2 separate regions of the Oryctolagus cuniculus genome follow, and region 1 is linked to region 2. Evidence: chromatin contacts called from public Hi-C data. All regions are on one chromosome and are shown on one strand. The core of a region is the stretch at or near the end of the contact, and the rest is flanking DNA. Distances in the headings are between cores, read along the strand shown.

Region 1 (6,608 bases), core at 1,831-4,330, 89 kb after region 2:
TTATTTTTAAGCAACTCAGTGTGTCAAACCACCCCCAAGAAAGCTTGGTATGGTTCCACTCAGCTGTGCCACACCAAATCCTACTGGGTGTGTAGGCCTGGGATCTGGGAATGCCCCCCTTTCTAAGGAGCCACCTCTACTGCAACTCTGCTCTTGGGCCATAAATCCTAACATCCACCTGTGAGGATGCCAGGGAGCAGAGCTGCTTTCTCTCAGTGGTCCAGCGGACTGATGTAGATGGCCCAGGTGGAGAGCCCAGAGAGATCTCATCTCTCTGGCTGCTACCCCCAGCCCCCTCCACAGCAGGAGGGTAGCAGGATTCTCTGCAGCCAGGGCTCTGCCTCCCTACAAAGCCTGTGTAACTAGGGGCAAACAGGAAGGCGACCTCACATCCCACACTCCATGGTCTGCTGCTGGGCAGCCACTCTTCCCCTCCATCTCTTCCTGTCCTTTCTGCTTGGCCTAACTGAGATAGTTGTTGTGTCAGGACCACAGAGACGTCTTTTCTCATCGTTGCCCAAACCCAGAGGTCAGATGGACCATAGCAGTGAAAATTATTTCAGTCTGGGGCCAGCACCTCCTCAACCTGGTAAACAATGTACTCCTCCAGAGAGAAAAGGCTGGGGGAATCAGAGGATGGGATCTGTCATTATTGGTCCTGGGAGTGCTCATTTAGCCGGGGGCCTTGGTCTCCAGTATCCAACACAGCAAGACAAGGATAGTCCTAACAATATTGAATGTGTATTAATAAAAAAAGGTAACATTTATTATGTGCCAAGTGCCAGGGGCCTACTGTGCACTTTGTCATTTAATCTCAGAACCCTACAAGCCCCATTTTATAAACAAGGAGACTGGGATGCAGAAAGATTGGACAGCTGACCCAAAATCACACACAGGTAATGGTGACACGGTCAGGACTTAAGTCCACAGTCTGACTCCAGGCCAGGGCTCTCCTCCACCTTGTAGGGCAGAGCAAGCCTACATGTGTGGGTTCTGGACCCAGAGTTCCCATGCACAGACCCCCAAGTCTCCTCTATCCAGTCACTTAAAAGTTTACATGGCTGGGACTTGAGGCCCTTTTCTGTTTTCAGATGAGGAAAGCAGCAGGTGGTCCAGGGACAACCCCTCCCCACCACCACCACCACTCCTGGCCCCAAGGACTAAGAATGAAAAGTGTGAGGAAAGGATAAAGCCATTCAGAAATGGTACAGAGAGGACTGATGTCTTCATATGGCTCCATGGGGTCAGTGCTGCCTGAGGCCAGAGGGCACTGCTCCAACCCTTAGGAGTAAGGCATCAAGGAGTGTCCAGGCTTGCCCACATTAAGACCCCTCTCAGAGAGTGAGACTGCCCTGCCTGTGACCCTAAGAAATGAGTGGTGAATCAGAAAGAGCAAGAATCCTTCAGAGAATTCTAGACTAAGCAAGGATAGGCAGCAGAATCCCAATAAAAGGGCAGGGAGGCTGCTACCTGTGCAGTCTGCTTGGCCTATAAGCAAACCCATATGGCCAGAGCTGGCTAATGCCTGCTGGTTGGTGGAGCTAAGATACCACCTCTCTGACCTACCCAGGAACTGAAGTTCCCGGGGTGGGGGTGGGGTGGTAATGAGGTCATGAGCTGGAGAAAGGAGACAGCAGCTGTGAGGGGGAGTCCCTCTTCCTTCATCAGTCCCAGGTCTGACCCCAGTGGTCAGAGGCTCGGCGCAGGATTTCCAAAACTCAGGATCCAGCTCAAGTGCAACCCCACTCAGCAAAGCTCCCAGAGCATCCTAGGAGAATAAGCGAATTCACAGCAGGTAGGTGCGGAGAGCAGGAAAGAACAAAAGAGGCCAGGAAAGAAGAAGGGATTGGGTTCAGGTGCATTGGAAATGGCAGGGAAGACAACATGCAAGGTGTCAAGTACAGCCTCTACACCATAAACCTGGTTCCCTGGGGACTTTGGGTTCCTGATTCTGTTTGTTTACAGGACAGACTCTTTGAGGTGTGATTCATGTGTGTGCTGGTTTGGATGGCACAGTCCATGTCTGGACTAAGGAAAGCAGACTTGGAAGCAGAGTTAACCCTCACCGGGAGGTGATTCTAGAAATATGCAACCCTCAGCTTCCCAAGCGAGAGAGCCAGATGCACGGAAGTGGGTTTCATCCTGGACTGGACGTGTGGCAGGGGCTTGACCAATGCTGATTTGATCTGATTTGCACATGCGAACCAGAACCCAGCCCTGAGAGTGAAATGGGTGCCAATGGACCCATGCCGGGACGACAGAGGACCCAGCAGACTAGGAGCACAAGCTGGTTGCTAAGGGCCGGGAAGACAGCAGTGGTTGCTGGTCCCAGGCCTCGTCACTTCCTGAGGAGGATCGGTTTTCCCTCCGGGTCTCAAGTGTCACTTGACTATTTTAGTAACAAAGTAGGCCAAGAGAGCAGTAAAAATGCTGACTCCCCTTCTAGGTTTGGGAGATTAAGGGGAACAGGGTCAACTTAGCTGTATCCTTGGCAGGCTTCAAAATGAACACACGTGCTGCAGAATGAGATCATTCTAATTTTGTCAATTATTTCTCATGCCTTAGAAGAAGCAGTGGTATCCAGAGAGACCCGAGCACTTCACAGAGGGTTGACGCAGGTTAGAGAAAATCAGGAATTCGCTTTTCTTAGATTTTATTAGTTTGCCAGAGACTAAGCCCAGGAGTGCAGGCTCCAAGCTGGATACTCTCACGTCCTCAGTGCTCGACACATGTGGATGGAACGCTGTGCTATTTCTGCCCACTAGACCAGGGAGATGGTCATCTTTCTTCCTGTCTTTTGACACCTCCCTCTTGGCATTTGGCAGGGTCCAGGCGGTTATGCAAGGAAGTGGAAGCCAAGTGCAACAGGTGCTCGGGAGGTCATCATGATCAGGCCAGACCCCAGGCCCTCCCCCGGCTTGGCCCGGTGGGCTGAGAGCTACGAGGCCAAGTATGAGCGCCGGCAGGAGACCCGTGAGAGCCGCCGCTGTCGCCCCAACATGACCACTTGCCGCCAGGTGGGAAAGGCAATGAGGACCCAGCAGAGAGAGCAGCTCCAGCGAGCTCGACAACGGCAGTTCTTCCAGAGGAGGAAGCTGGAGGTGGAGGAGCGAGGCCAGGCACGGCCTCCCGGGGCCAAGGAGCAAGGCCCTTCCAGGAGGACACGCCAGGCCGCTACCCTCAATGGGTCCTTGTCTTGTGCCAACAGGATCTCCTCCCCTGGACAGCAGGTGGGCCATGTCCAGGGACGCACTGCTCCCAAGGTGGAGGGAGGGTGGGCTCAAGGTCACGAAAAAATGGTTCTACTAAATCTCTTATTCTTTGGTCAAATACGAAAGTCTCCACTTGCCAGCTATTTAGTCACACAGGGATTTTTGTTCTAGTGTTTTCCTTTATTTGTTTAGCTCTTTTTTTTTTTTTTTTTTTTTTGCACTTACCTTCTGGGAGAAAAAAAATTATGAACAATCCCATTGCAATACCTAGTGTCAGTTCAAATTTAGGCAATCTATAGTATCTGCTAAGCTATTTTACAGCATTCACCCACCCATCATTCATGCAATATTTACTGAATCCTTATATGCCAAGGACAGGCCAACCCTCTTTATGTCCCCTCTCCCAACACACATGCGGACACAGACACACACACCTGGTCCTCTATTCTTCTGCAAGTCTGTTGCATCTGCTCACCCTCTCGCTTTCCCTTGGCCATTCCAGTTCTACCAAATTCACTTAGTTAAGGCCTCAATCTGGTCCAAGAAGCCTTCCCTGGCCTCTCCAGGCCACTCTTGCTCTCTGTGGGTTGTGGGGTTATAAATCTTCTAAGATTGTGTAACGCTTAGAGAGCTCGTTGGTCTGGCCTGGGAAGCAGCAGTGTTGGCAAACGCCAGGGTATGTGGAGATGATCCGACCTCAGCCAGCAAGCCATCTGTGTCTGCCCACCAATGCTGTGAGCACACTGACAGTACGGATGGGTCTGCTGTATTCCCTGGAAACACCTGGCCCTGTGCCGTACTCTGAGTAGCAGCTCCATCGGGGCTTCTTTCCTGGGGCTCTGCTCTGCGTAACGGGAGGGCTGTTCAAAGAAAAGATCCTGCGGCTCAACAGCAAAAGGAAACCAACTCTATGCTTCCTAAGGCAGAACGACTTCTGCATGCGTTTTGTTGGAAGAAAAGAAATCCAGAAAGAAAAGTAGAGCAACTACAACTCATTAAGAACTCCAGAGTTCCACGTCCACCTATCAGTCATGTGAGGTTTTACTGAGACTGAATCTCTGTCCGCGGGATTAGGTACTACGGGGATGTCACCAGCACAGACTTCCTGTGTTAGCAAGAACACAAGATAGAAAGAGCAAACCAAGCTGTGGCCACGACCACCACCCCCTCTCCTCAGCTTCCTACTTTACCTTCTCTTCGCACAAAATCTCAGAGATTCTCCAGCAGAGAGGAAGGAAGCTAGCTCTAGAATAAAGCAAGCACCCTGCGAGTCATCTGTCCCAAACTCCCCACTGCACAGGCAGGAGACTGACACCACAAAAGCAGGATCTAAAACCCAGAGCCCCTTACCCACTGCCACTCAATTCTTTTTCCACCTTGCCACCCTGGGTGAGTAATTGGCTGGGACCAAACAGTATAGGCAAGGATTCTGGAGTGAATTGTTAGAGGCAAATCCAGCTGCCAGGCAGGACCTGGCAAGCAGACGCAGCGGAAACCTTGTGGCCTGGAAGGCTCGAGTGGGCTCCTGGAGCTGAACTGCTGTCCTGGGCACTTGCACTGCTGTCCCCAGTCAGCAGGGACTGGGAGGCCTTAACAAGAGAAACTTATTTCTCACAAGTCTGAGAGGCTGGAAGTCCAGGCTAGCGGCTCTGGCAGTCAGTGTGTGAGGACATTCTTCCTGGGCTAGTGATGGCCTTCTCATCGCATCCTCACAGGGCAGAGAGCAGACAGGGAGGCACACCGTCTCGTGTCTCTGCTCATGAAAGGGTGCTGGAACCATCATGAGGGCTCCACTTTGACCTGACCATTCCCCAGGGCTCCACACAAGCACTCGGGCCACAGCAGATGTGATCTCTCCAATCATCTGGAGAATCTGCTTCCTTGAGGCTCTGGGGAGTGGTTCTCAGCATCCCCTACTTGCTTTCCAGGTGGCAGAGACCAGCTCTAAGAGCCTTCCAGGCCAGCAGCACCCTCCCGCAGACGTCCAGAGGGGTCTAGCTGACCAGCCCTCCCCCCTGGCAGGGGGCCTCCCACCACAGGACCCTTCCATCAGGAAGCTGCCCAAACATCACCGTGGTAAGGGCAGTGCTCCTTGGCATGACTGGATCTACAGGGAATCCACAGTTCCAGCTCACTGGCTGTGGAGAGTCCCTGTCCCTCCTCCTCTCCCTCATACCCTCTCCATGGCATCTGAGTCACCTTATCCTCCTTCTCCCAGGCACTCAGACCAAGGCAGAAGAACCACAGCCGACACTGAAAAACGATGCCAGTCAGCAAACCAAGTGAGTTCCTTTCACAGTCCTGCCCCTAACACCTACACAGCCCATCCATCCCTGTCTCCTAGGCTCCCACTTGAACACCTCTACCCAGCATGTAGAGGGAGCACAGTGACTTTCCATGCCACTTTAATCAGGAAGAAAGAAGCCCTTCCCCACCCCAAGGGCTGTTCAGAAGGGATCCCAGAAAGAATCCACCTGCTGCCTCCTGATTTGCTTAATGTCCACTGACTTTTCTTCTTCTCTTCCCAGTTATGGAGTGGCAGTTCTGGATAAGGTAAGAAAATTGCCACTTTGAAGGGGTTTCTCTAAGATACAAAATTCTGGAATTCCACGATAAACTCAGGCCAAGATGAAGGGGGACGGGCCTGTGCTGTGGCATAGCGGGTAAAGCCGCTGCCTGCAGTGCCAGCATCCCATACGGGTGCCAGTTCAAGTCCCGGCTGCTCCACTTCTGATCTGGCTCTCTGCTGTGGCCTGGGAGAGCTGTGGAAGATGACCCAAGTCCTTGGGCCCCTGCACCCGTGTGCAAGTCCCAGAGGAAGCTCCTGGCTTCAGATCAGTGCAGCTCCGGCTGTTGCGGTCAATTGGAGAGTGGGCCAGCAGATGGAAGACCTCTCTCTCTCTCTCTCTGCTTCTCCTCTCTCTGTGTAACACTGACTTTCAAATAAATGAATAAATCTTAAAAAAAAAAAAAAAAGATGAAGGGGGCAGTTCTTACTGGATGGCCTGGGGACTCCAGAGCCTACAGCCCCAAGGCAGAAGAGGTTTGCTCTACCCAAGCCAACCCAGCTGTGGTTCCACATCCCAGAGATTCAGGGAACCAAGAGTCACGTGAACACCTTTTTCTTTCTCTATAGGAAATCATCCAGCTTTCCGAGTACCTCAAAGTAAGTGGCCTCTCCTTACCGCTCCTCCATCCACCTGCCCGCTCCTCCTCCAGGGTAAAATTCTTATCCTCTTAAATTTGTCTTTCTGCCCTCTCCTGCGCAGGAAGCCCTACAGAGGGAGCTGGTCCTAAAACAGAAAATGATGATTCTCCAGGACCTACTGAACACGCTGATTCGGGCCTCTGACAGCTCATGGAAGGTAAGAGAATAAAGTCTCTGTTTCAACAAAG
Region 2 (6,766 bases), core at 3,379-5,878:
AGGTGACAGAAAGAGAGGAGTAAGAATGGCTCCCAGGCTGCAGACCTGCGCTACTAAGTGGACGGTGAAACTTGGACTGAGAAAGCTCATGGTACTCGCTTACGGGGTAGAAATACTGAATTTGGCATTAGACGTGGTACGTTTCATACCCGCAAGACATCCATGTCAAGAGATAGACGAGGCAGGTGGAGCTGCAGGTCTACAGCGGAGATGCATCTGGCCCCTGCGAAGAGACAGCAATGCAAGCCCTGGGAGAAACCAGAGTACCTAAAGAGAGCATAAAGACCACGAAGTGAAGCTCGAGGACCACATCCTGAGAAATGCTGACATTTATAGGTGGGAGGCAAAGGAAAAGTGAGGTGTGCCCAGGCTAGGAAGGGCCTATTCTTCAGGGTTGACTTGGCCCAGAGCAGGTTGGATGGGTGCTGTGGCTGTGATATCAGACACTAAGTTAGGAGTGAAAGGTGAGGAGGCCAGAGCTAAAGGAACTAGGCCACATAGCCAAGTCTTGGGCAATTTCAACTTGAAGGCTCTGAGCCAAGAACAATCCACTGTGCCTAAAATAATCGCCCCAGAGAGTCTTAACTGGCCATTACATAATCCCAGGACTGATATTTAGGTCAATGTGACTTACTTTGATTGGGCCTCTGTTATATGTTAACAGAAAGAGGAAAAGATTTGGTCCTCCACAGAGATGAGGCAAGTCCAGAGGAACAATGAGAGAGCTGTACTGTGCACCTACTGTACATACACAGTCTGCTGCCAAGCTCTGCACTATGAGCCACAAGAGCTGCTGGAATTCACAGAAAGAAGAGATCTGGGTGTGCTGGCATAGGTGATTTCTTGGAGCAAATGAACTTGAACTTGGCCTCAAGGAAGAAAGGAAGACAAGAGTAGAAAGAAGACAGAATTTCAGGTAGGAAGAAGAGAATGAGCAAAGTTAAGGCAAGTAATCATTGAATGAATTATTTCATGGTCTGAGAAGAAACTCCTCTGTGGAACAAAGGGTTCTTGTGGGAGAAGAATGGGGAAAAAATAGATGAGCCGGGAAGATTGGAGCACACAATGCCTGGATTGAACATGCAGCAAATTCAACATGCAGAATCCAGGACTTCCTCATGTGGCCAGCGAGAAATCACCTGGGGCTTTAAGCAGGGTGTTAACAATAAAAAATGAAATTTGAGAAAGATTTGTTTGGTGGTAGCGATTGAGATGGATTAGAAGACAGTGAGTTCAAAGCCATAAAGTGTTCCCCAGAAAACTGGAAAGCTCTTCTGAGCACTCACTAAAATCTGACCACAGGCTAACATAGTGAGTGTGGTCTCTCCCCTGCTGGGCTCCACAGTCCAACAGGGAAGAGGGTTATTACTCCCATACTTCCTGTTAGGGACCTTTGTGTGTCAAGAACTTCCTGGGCATTGAGTACAGAGTGAGGAGCAAAGCGAAGCTGCAGCCCTCATGAAGTTTATCCTGCAATGAGTGTGGAGGACAAGAGAAGACCAAACCTGTAAGTCTGTCACCACAAAGCAGGTAACAAGAGCTACACATGAAAATAAAACAGCGCGCCAGGGCAGAGTGGTGGGCTGGGATGGGCGGGCAAGGCCTCTCTGAGGGACTGCCACAAGATTTCAGGTCTGCAAAACAAATAAAATGGGGGTGTCTGCTGGGGACATGGAGAAGGGGACTCTGTTGAAGAACACAGAGAAGCTGGAATTCCGTCTCCTGTTCCTTCAGCTCCCCAAGGCCCAGTTGTGGGGACAGCTCTGTCCCTCCTCAGCCCTTACCCCCTTGACCTCATGTTCACCTTTGTGATTCTTCCCCACACAGAGGGCTCAGGATGTTTTACTGTTTGGGAGAATGAGATTTGGAAAGCAAAGTAAACCTCAAGCTGACACTTCCCTTTTTATAGAAATGGCAAGAGTTAAATAAATGTCGGGGTAGACAGGAGGGTAGGGTGACTAACTGTTCCACTTCACCCAGAATGCAACTCAGTTTGGGCGCTGGGACTCCTGCATCTCAAAAAACTCCTCAACCCTGAAGTCACTCTGTGGCTTGGTGTGATCTTCACAGCTGTGACCTGTGCCTGACTGGTATGACGCAACACAGCGCTTCACTTCTCTGAAAGTGACATCAGGGGCCGGCACCGCGGCTCACTAGGCTAATCCTCCGCCTTGCGGCGCCGGCACACCGGGTTCTAGTCCCAGTCGGGGCGCCGGATTCTGTCCCGGTTGCCCCTCTTCCAGGCCAGCTCTCTGCTGTGGCCAGGGAGTGCAGTGGAGGATGGCCCAAGTGCTTGGGCCCTGCACCCCATGGGAGACCAGGAGAAGCACCTGGCTCCTGCCATCAGATCAGCGCGCTGCGCCGGCTGCAGCGCGCCGGCCGCGGTGGCCACTGGAGGGTGAACTAATGGCAAAAGGAAGACCTTTCTCTCTCTCTCACTGTCCACTCTGCCTGTCAAAAAAAAAAAAAAAAAAAAAGAAAGTGACATCAGACCAGTTAAAATACGAGTTTAGTTTCTAAACCCTACCTAGCCACCCCTACCCTAGGTAAGTTAAGAGCTGGGTTCTTCCTCCACCCATGCAGAGGAGCAGAGGAGCTGTGCTCAGAAACTCCTAGGCATGAATGGCACGAACTGACGCTGCATTCCTTAGCTTCATACATCTGCTGCTCAGCCCCAAGTATCACCCAAAGCAGGGACACCAAATCCACCAGGGTCCTCGGTCTCTGGCACTTGCTTCCCCCTCCCCCCAGCCTTTGCGACTAAGTTGTGGAGGCCTGGGGTTCAAAGTCAGATTATCAAAGAGGAAAAGAGGGGAACTGATCTGAGCTGGTGACGTGCTCCAACAGAGCAAATCACAGGAAAGGGGAACCCCATAAAAAGTACAGCCTGCTGACCCGGGACCATGTGTGGTTTGCATCTTTGAGTTACAGACACACAGGAACTACTTCCTGGCTTGTCAATTTTGGAGTTTTCGGCCCAAAGCTGGGCTGACTCATCTGGAGAGCAGAAACCCAGTGAAAGGTCTCAGACCAAGCACACTGTCACATGCTCTTCCAGAAGTTGCCGGAGTTTGAAATACAGATACGGGGAAAGCTCACAATCAGTTACTAGACATCCATCCAAACCCACAAGGAAGATTCAAAGAAAATGCCAAGACCGATACTAAAACTTGGCTTGGGCTCTTGTTTAAGAATTTTCCTGCCTACTCTGGTTAAAAGAATGATAAGCAGGGGACATCATCCTCTGTTTGGACCCTGGTCACCCTGACTGTTTGTGTCCACCAGAATATAAAATTTTAACTAAGCAATTTAGGTAACCTCGAGCAATCCCACACCAATCCTTAACCTGAACAAATAGCAGCCGAGTCAAAGGGTGGCTTTATTACTGCTGCCACTTTTAACTGACTTGTCTGGGAGATTGCCTCAGACCCCAGAGAAAAACGACCCTGAATGTTTCCAAGGACTAAAATAGCTGATCTCGGAACGAGCCCTTTCCCCTGCCCTGCCACCAGCCCCACTGAACGCTAAGACTGTTGCAAGATTGCATCACCAACCTTTGCAATTTTCTGGCCAGTCTATCCCAATCCTCCCTCTGCCCTCTCCCTTGCTTAAAGCCCTTTGGCCCAGTTCCCTCCTCGTTGCCCTACTTTGCTAACTCGGGTATATGGATAACCAAGGCTGAACTAGAGCGCCCCACACTCTGATGTTCAGTCCCAGTCAAAACTAACCTGAGCAGACTCTCCACTCCCTGGCTTCTACCCCCAACTGCCCACTTCATATCCTTCACCCCTAAACTGCTACCATGATCGACCTGAGCTGGCACAGTGAAGCTGCACCCCCAGATCCCAGGAGGGGGCAAAGAATTATAGAGGAGCAGGAAATCATTCCCTTCTAGGCAAGCAGACAAACTCTCACCAACAGCACATTTGCCTTGCACAGCCCCCAACCTCCCTTCTCCAGTGGGCCTGGGGACAATTTGGACTTCAGAGCTGTTGCCAGATACACAGAATACCTGTGGGGATACTCGGGAGCCAAGGATTGCACCACCAGCACCCTCTCTCTCTCTCTCTCTCTCACACACACACACACCCCTCAGCACATAAAAGCCCCCAAAGGCCCACTCAAGGAACAATTTCCTAACAGGTGATTCCAAAATGCATGCACCTCTGAACAAACCCAGTCATGAAAACAGAGTACCCCTCGCCCCAGCCGCGGTCTCCAACGCCGGGAGACCTGCTCTGCTCATTACCCCATCCCTCCATGGCCTTCTCCTCTCCCATCCGCCAACACACACGTGGGAAAGCGACAACCCTTGTGAGTAAAACTGGAAGATTTCTCTTTTACATAGAAGCCTACAGATGGCCCCAAGAGGGGTCCTTCTCAGGCCCTCCCGGACATGGGAGGCCGTGCGCCCACCCACTGCACAAAGTGCAGCCAGTGCCAGAAATGCACGGGACACCCCCCCCCGGGGGTGGGGGCTGCCGCTGTCCGAGTCCCCCCAGCACGCGTAGGGGGCGTGCGCAGTTCGTGGTCACCTCTGCCAGGTCCCTCCCCCGCTCCTGCCTCTGTTCCTCCCCCTCCTCCTTTCCCTGGCGCCCGCAGCGTGGCCCCGGCCAGGGATCCGGGAGGCGGGTCTCGGACGAAAGATATAAGCGGCCGGGGAAGCTGCCAGGTGCCGGCTGCAGAGTGGCCATCTGGAAGAGCTGCGTCTGCCGAGGAGGAGCAGCAGGACGCGAGGCCGGCCGGACCCACGGACACGCTGACCGCTGACCGCAGCCGAGGTGAGCCGCAGCCCCGGCGCTGGGTCCCGGGGCGGGGTTGGGGGTGGGGGGCAGGGAGCGCTGCGCGCACCGCTGGAGACGTCCCTCGGCGGCTTAGGTCCCCTTCCCTCCGCTGTCCCGCAGGTCGCCACCACCCGCAAGCATGGAAGCCGTCCAGGAGCTGCTGCCTCTGGCCCGGGAGATGCTGGCGGCGCGGCCCAGGAGCAAGCTGGTGAAGCTTTACGTGCTGGGCGGCGTGCTGGCGCTCGTGGGCGCCGTCATCGGCCTGGTGGAGACCGTGTGCAGCCCCTTCGCCGCGGCCGGCCGCCTGCGGGACCAGGAGGCGGCGGCCGCCGAGCTGCGGGCCGCTCGCGAGCGACGGGCGCTGCCGGAGAAGGGCAAGCAGCCGGCGGCCGCGCTCTGCGGCCGGGCCCTTTCCAACCGCCTGCACGCCTCGTAGGCACCGCAAGGAACCGGAGAGAGAGACGTGCAGAGAGCCTGTCGCCAGAGGCGAGAGCGGAGCCAGGCGCTGCCTGGACTGACTTCCAAGAAGCCGGTGACACCTAGAACTGACCTGGCACGCGTGGATGCCCCGAGAGGAGTTCGGGTGGAGTCTGGCTGCTGTGCAGCACTGCCTTGTGATGGCAAGTCCCAAACTGTGTCGCTTGGAGCTGAGTGCGTGAGGGAGGAAAGAGATGCTTTTTATACTATTATTATTGTTGTTGTTGTTACTGTATTACAGTGACCACCATTTTGCATTTTGAAATAAAAAAACGTTTTATACTGTTGTTTATTATCTAATTCCCGAGAGTGGCCAGGGCTGGCAGCCGGGAGGGGGGTGCAGAGTGATGGAGAGAGACACAGCGACGAGTGTCTCTGATCACAGAGTCTCACCTGCCCCCTGTGGAGGGAGCACTTTCCTGAGGGTCAGACAACACTTGCTTCCTACCTTGGGACTCCAATCATACTACTTGTCTGTTAGTATTATTATTGTCTATGCACCTACTGACGGACCCTTCCTTGCTTCATGTTAGGGGTGGGGAGAAAGAAAGCTGTATAGATCCCATCAGACTTAGCATTTTAAGATTACATGAATGGGGTTGGCATTGTGGCACAGTAGGTTAGAGTCCCGGCCTGCAGCGCCTGTATCCCATGAAGGTGCCGGTTGGAGTCCCAGCTGCTCCGCTTCTGATCCAGCCCTCTGCTGTGGCCTGGGAAAGCAGTAAAAGATGACCCACCTCCTTGGGAGTCCCAGAGGAGGCTCCTGGCTCCTGGCTTCGGATCAGCTCAGCTCTAGCTCCTGTGGTCATTTGAGGAGTGAACCAGCGGATGGAAGACCTCTCTCTCGCTCTCACTCTACCTCTCTTTGTAACTCTTTCAAATAAATAAAAAGTAAATCTTAAAAAAATTACATGAATCCACTGATAACAGGATAAATGAATGAAAGAGAAGCAACTAGCACAGGAAAGCTATGCGTCCCTCACATCTGAATGCTCCTAAGTGTTTTAGGGAGAGGGAGAGGGGGAGGGGGAGGGGGAGGGGGAGGGGAAGGGGGAGGGGAGGGAGAGCGAGCTACCTGGCAGGGTAAGAGGCAAGCTCCCAAGAAGGCCCAATCAGATGATGCCTTTATTCTTCTCAGCTTCCTCACCATGAGTTCAGGTCATAGCGGAAAGCTCCAGACTAGAAAAAGACCGGTTGTCACAGACTTAAGTCCCCTTCCTCCCGCCCACCAGAGCCTGCTGAGCAGTAACAACTAACTCAGTGGCTCTGCAGGCCCAGCAAAGGGAATGTTAAGCCATGGCTCTCAAAGAGAGAACCAGTTTGCCATTTGCCTTGCATGTTAGTGTTACCTGCCCTACCCACCTACAGACACTTGACTCTGGTCATCAAATACACATTTTTGCCAAACAAAACCATGGCTCTGGGTATTGCCTGATGAGACTTTCTCCTCCAAGCCACTCCCCCCACACACCCTCCCACACTCCTCCATTTCATTTCCAATCTTC

What was found. Hi-C and Micro-C count contacts between places; a contact is called where the count stands out from the background.
Region 1: a Hi-C map of psoas muscle shows a contact between it and region 2, with 6 times the contacts expected there. The contact joins the enhancer-like site here to the promoter of G0S2 in region 2. A contact is called at or near these places in 2 of 6 Hi-C or Micro-C datasets (embryonic fibroblasts and psoas muscle).

The regions. Positions count from the first base shown.
Region 1 is chr13:24,607,316-24,613,923 of mOryCun1.1, forward strand. The region is part of intron 2 of C13H1orf74 (chromosome 13 C1orf74 homolog); the gene reads right to left. TRAF3IP3 (TRAF3 interacting protein 3) reads left to right here. Exons shown (of 13, transcript XM_017347813.3): 2 at 2,826-3,230; 3 at 5,141-5,288; 4 at 5,431-5,494; 5 at 5,741-5,765; 6 at 6,349-6,378; 7 at 6,482-6,577. The coding sequence starts at 2,886. Among named protein-coding and RNA genes, the nearest start is that of TRAF3IP3, 4.2 kb to the left of the region's middle. Within about 2 kb of position 3,081, at least 2 of the 8 cell types and tissues checked have an H3K27ac peak or open chromatin away from gene starts, as enhancers often do.
Region 2 is chr13:24,516,647-24,523,412 of mOryCun1.1, forward strand. G0S2 (G0/G1 switch 2) reads left to right here and starts at 4,629. Exons shown (of 2, transcript XM_002717541.5): 1 at 4,629-4,781; 2 at 4,905-5,548. The coding sequence starts at 4,924. The coding sequence ends at 5,220. All of the region lies in intron 2 of C13H1orf74 (chromosome 13 C1orf74 homolog), which reads right to left.